Linked DNA regions of Hordeum vulgare: region 1 is linked to region 2. Evidence: chromatin contacts called from public Hi-C data. All regions are on one chromosome and are shown on one strand. Each heading gives the region's core, a stretch centred on a gene start, on an enhancer-like site or on the middle of the called end of the contact. The rest is flanking DNA. Distances are from core to core; before and after follow the strand shown.

Region 1 (2,700 bases), core at 114-2,613, 170 kb after region 2:
GCGTTCGCGTCATGTGAGTATGCTCTGGCCTCGGGCGACTTGGTCTGCCTTTTGCAATGTGGCGTGAGACCTGGTACCAGATTCGTATTCGTACTGCTGTTGTGCTGTCTTAGCTTCCTTTTCTCGATCTGTACCTACCGTTTCTTCACCGTCCGGATAGTCAGGGCACCCAAAACAATGTGCAGCGGCTGCTATATGTGGACTGATAATTGTTTATCTCCCATACCATTTCAATCGTTTTCTATCCTTGGTCGAACATTTAAGATGAAAAAATAGGCAAGAATTGACAGTGGAAATTTGACAAGAACACGGTAGTAGAATTTGACAAGTGCAGAGAATGTAACAATTCATAGATGCGACTTCTATAGAACGTAGCAACGAATTACAGAGGATGTAACCATTGTCCACACCTAGTTTAGCACCGGTACAAGCACACAGATTCATTCAGAAACTAATACGTACTACTCCTAGTAAAACGCAACACCTAGGCAACACTTGACTGCAGACGCTACTACACAGATACAACATCCACAACCTTCTGACCGAACACGCTACTACACAGATACAGCCGAGCACCCACGACCACCGAGAAGGAGCCGTCATCTAGCTATCGTCATCGGCAGCCGCGGCCTTGGCGCTGCCTCCGGCCTTCTTGGGGAGCAGAAGGTTGTGGATGTTGGGCATGACACCGCCGCTGGCGATTGTGACCATACCGAGCAGGCGGGAGAGCTCCTCGTCGTTGCGGACGGCAAGCTGGATATGTCGCGGCACGATGCGGGTCTTCTTGTTGTCCCTCGCGGCGTTCCCGGCCAACTCCAGGACCTGCACAAACAAGGGAGTCGCAACGGTTACTCTAAAATTCGACAAAGCTTCAAGCGAAATTAGCGAGCAGAACCGCCTAGGCACAAAGAAAAGTGAGAGGCGACAGATACAAATAGTACTAGTATTCTCATCCGAAACCCTAGAAATTTTCCCCAATTTGGCGGACAAACCACCGATCGACGAGACACCAACCGCTCGAATTCACCACCCAAAGCAGCAAAATCAGGCATCGGGTAATAGAATTCCACGCACCTCAGCGGCGAGATACTCCAGCACGGCGGCGAGGTAGACGGGAGCGCCGGCGCCAACCCTCTCGGCGTACTTGCCGGCCTTGAGGAACCGCGCGATCCTGCCGACGGGAAACTGGAGCCCGGCCTTGGAGCTCCTGGAGATAGCCTTCTTGGCGGCGCCGGAGCCGATAGCCTTGCCCCTCCCAGCCATGTCTACAGTACTCCGAGGGTTTCCGCGGTTGAGGAATGGAAGCGAGAAGCTACGGGAGCAAGTGCGGAGGGGGTGTGGTGTGGGTATACGGCTGGTAGGCAGGAGCGGTGGGTGGGGGGTGGATTATATAGAGGAGGAGAGCCAATGCGAGGGGAGTGCGCGGATCGGTGACGTGGTGGAGAGGACATGCGGCGAGCGGCGGGATCCAGTCCGTCGGATGGGAAGAGCCGTGGAGCGGTTGGTTTTTGGTTTACCGCCTCGGCTTTTCGCCGTTTCGGGGTCGGTGCTAACTCCAACTCCACCGCGATCCCGTCTTGTCCGTGTACATGTCTTTGACGTAAAATGGATATAAACGACATGAACTCAACACGTAAGAGCATATTCATTTTTTGTTCGTTTCATGTTCGTTTAATCCATTTACGGATCAAATTTAAGAACGAACACGCACGTATGCTTTTTGGACACTTTTTGTTCGAGTTGTGTCCGTTGCATGTGAGAGCTCACCCGCCTGTCATTGAAACCCGATGGGCCCACTCACCCATCCTTCTCTTTCCTCTTTTTCACACAGCGCTCCACCCACGACCATGACGAGGTTGACGAGCAGGGACGGCGCGCCGACGAGCAGCAGCAATGGGAGTCGGGGCGGGTGAGCGCGGCTAGGCGATGTGGGCGGCGTACGAGCAGGCGCGGCGGCCAGGCGGGCGCGCAGGCACGGGTGGGATGCGACGGGGCGGGCGGAGCAGGGCACGGGCACGCAGCCGACAAGGGCGAGCGGGCGAGGGCAGGGCGCGGCGGCAAGGCGGGCGCGCAAGCGCGACCGGTGCGCGGCGGGGCAGGCGGAGCAGGGCGCGGGCACGCAGCCAGTGAGGGCGAGCGGGCAGGGTAGGGTGTGGTGGTCAGGCAGGCGCGCAGGTCGCGGGCATGTGGGCGGCGAAGGCGGGCGGGCGGGCGAGGGCAGGCCCCGACGAACGCGCACGGGCGCTGCACCAGCAGGGGCGGGTGCTTGCGACCACAGGCGTGGCATGGGCGAGTCGTTGTAGCTAGGGCGCGATCGGAGCAGAAAGGCGAGGCGGGCAAGGACGAGGGCCTGGCGAAGCTCGCAGCAGTGGACTTGGCGAGCTGCGGGAGCGCGGGCGCGACGACTCACTAGCGTCGGCGACGGGTGCAGATGGGCGCGGTTGTAGGCTTGGCGCGACAGGGCACGGCGGATTCGGGCGATGCGGCTACCAGGAGCACGGTGGGCGCGGGCGCGGACCTCACCGACGGCAGCGACCACCCGGAGCTCCAAGCGCACGACAGCAGCCACGTTGTGTTCTTTACACGTGTGTTCTTAATGTGTTCGATTGAACTAGTATCACCCTACCTACTCCCAATATCTACTCCATTCGTTCCTAAATATAAGTCTTTTAGGGATTTCACTACTGACTACATACGGAG
Region 2 (2,722 bases), core at 70-2,569:
GACTCTGCACGAGCCTCGAAGCATCACGGCCCGATCCATGACTATATAAATTAACACCAGTCAATATATCAAGCCTCGAAACTCCTCGCTACCGAAATCGCCTGTCGTTCCCCAGGCAACTGCGCGTTCAGCCGCGCTCATCTTTCTCCCCATCGGCTATAGGTCAGGCAGTCTTGAAATCTTAAAAGAAAAGATCATTGGTGCGACTCCACGCCACCGAGCTCGTCCGCGGAGAACCGAGATCTCCTCCGCTTCCTTGCCTATGAGTCTCATCGAAATCGAGCTCCTGGAGAGGCACGAGCTTGCCTCGCTACCTTGGCTGCGCTGGTCGCCGGTCGTTGGCCGTCGCACTTGTGCAGTTACCTTGAGTGCCTCCAAGCGACACAGATCTAAGTTAGGAAGGGACTTTGTGTGGAAAGTGAAACATGGAGACTCAAAGGGACTATGCATGGACAAAATCGCTGGAAAGAGAATAACGGCAGACAACCAACCGTCGATAGCCTATCCATCTTAGATCAAGCCAAAACAAATATGGATGCCACGAAGGATGTGTAGCACAATTGACTGCGTGATGTGCTCTAGATTTCTTATTATATTCTTTCTGATGCGTATACAATATATGGTTCATTTTGAGCTGAGATTTTTGCATGCACAAGTGGATTTTGTGCCTCCTAATGGTTACACATGTCTCATGGATTTGTGGCTACTGGTCTACTGCTTGTTTGTCACATGATTAGTCACGTGGAGATGGATTTCTGGGTACAAGTGATTAAGCTTGTGATTTTATGATCCTTATCTCCATTTTTTTCTTGATCTCGCTTTTGCATCATCAATTTTTCTCATCTTCTCTTTTAATATGTTTTTTGTATCGTGCCTACTAATTTTCGTAGGTGTTGGGTAGAAAGGTTATGCATGAACGGATCCATCAAGATACTACTATATCTCGACCCAAGATCATCACGTGTGAGAGGTGGGTGTTTCGGCCACACGAAGATAACAATGAGCTTTAGTTGCACAGTTTAATGTTCAAATTTGAAGTTGTTTGTTCAAAATCCATACTAAAATGCGAAAAGTCTCGCCTACAAAATAATTGTATTTTACGTAGAATTGTTTTTCCTGTTGCAAACGCAGGCAGTTGAGACAATTATTTTATAACCAATGTAGTATTAAAATCGTGGAGCGATCGGGCTGGGATCGATGCGCATGGTTGTGCGGAAGCGATGGGATCGAGTAATTAATTTTGGCACGTATGCCTAGGTGGTGCGTGCGGCTGCGGCTCGTGTCTTGTTTGGTTCCAACCTCACCTTCGCGGTAGATGCGCACTGTCAACGCAGGGAGACCAGATCAGGCGGGAAAGGGTTTTTAACAGGAGAGATGTACTCCTGTGGGTGGAGAGACCGAGCTCTGACCGGGCTGTGTCGTCGTCGGTGCATACGTGCGCGCGCTTGTTGGTGCTCGTGCTGTTTTGCTGATCGCTTCTTCACCGCAACGCGTGAGTCCGTCGTTAACGCTAGGGATAGTTTAGCTCTTTTTTTTTTTTGATTTGAGTCGAAGTTAGGATAGTTTTTTTGTTTTTAGAACCCAGTACAAACGTAAACTTTCATATACACGTGCATACGTTCATTTCAATGAATGCATACAAACACATTATATTTCTATGACCATCTTCGAAAGACTGAGACGTTATATTATCTTAAAAGATAAATAACATTAACCACTGGGTCCAAAAGAAAAATGAGCCGAGTAGGGGCACATCCTTTTTTTTAGACAAAGTTAGGGGCACATACCTAGCCGGCTGCTCCAGGCTAACTAAACACCGTGGAAAATCCTATTGGAGGCTCGCTGCGGTGACTAGTCAGGGCGGCGCACATGCCAGACTAACAAGCGTTTCGGGTGGGCCGACATGTTCAAACGTTTGAGCAATTTTGATTTTGGGAATCTTATAAGTGGTTCCCGCTCGGTTTTTTCTGGTTTTGGAACCTTCTATGAGGTTTTTCAAACTTTTTTTCTTTTTTCCGTTCTTTTCATTGCTCTTTCGTTTCTTTTTCATGTTTTTTTGTTTGAAAATTTTAAACATAATTTCATGGTTTTGGAATCTTATATTTATTCATAATTTTATAACATCTTCTTGTTTTCAAAATTATCTCCCAGTTTAAAAAATGTTCAGAAATTTCAAAAATCGTTCCTGTTTTAAATTTTGTTCAAATTTTTAAAAAATGTTCAGGAATTTTAAAAATGTTCCTTTTTCAATTTTGCTCTCATTTTAAATTTTCATCAATTTTTTAAAAAATGTTCATTTTCAAGATATCTTTCAGAAATTTCAGTAAATGTTCCTGTTTTAAAAATATCACAAATTCAAAAAAATGTTCTCATTTTCAAAAATTTGTTCACGCATAAAAAAATGATCGTGTTTCAATTTTCTGGGGGATTTTCAAAAAAAATCTCCATTTTGAAATCTGTTATAAAAGTTGAAAATCTGTTCACGATTTTCAAATTTTGTTCATAAATTCAGAAAATGTTCATGTTTACGAAAAAAGTTCAGAAAATTCAAAATCGGTTCGCCATTTCAAAAAAATGTCCGGGTTTGTCAAATATTTCATAATTACGGAAAATAGCTCAAATTTTGCAATATTGTTCGGGATTCTCTCAAATAGTGTCAAATGTGCTACCTCTATTTAGTTTTGAATTCTCATGATGCATTTTTGTCACGAGTCATCTTCAG

The links. A called contact is a pair of places that touch in the nucleus more often than the background predicts.
Region 1: a Hi-C map of leaf shows a contact between it and region 2, with 5 times the contacts expected there. The contact joins the promoter of LOC123425798 here to the enhancer-like site in region 2. A contact is called at or near these places in 4 of 6 Hi-C or Micro-C datasets (leaf, seedling and an unstated tissue) and 1 of 1 datasets of contacts at active chromatin or transcription factors (embryo).

Annotation. Positions count from the first base shown.
Region 1 is chr2H:192,866,277-192,868,976 of MorexV3_pseudomolecules_assembly, forward strand. LOC123425798 (probable histone H2A.2) reads right to left here and starts at 1,364. Exons shown (of 2, transcript XM_045109537.1): 1 at 1,075-1,364; 2 at 341-822. The coding sequence starts at 1,263. The coding sequence ends at 604. LOC123425797 (formin-like protein 11) reads left to right here. Exons shown (of 7, transcript XM_045109535.1): 7 at 1-12.
Region 2 is chr2H:192,700,667-192,703,388 of MorexV3_pseudomolecules_assembly, forward strand. No RefSeq gene overlaps it. Among protein-coding and RNA genes, the nearest start is that of LOC123425797, 160 kb to the right of the region's middle. Within about 2 kb of position 1,320, at least 3 of the 3 cell types and tissues checked have open chromatin away from gene starts, as enhancers often do. A contact at or near this core is called in leaf and seedling, where this site is marked.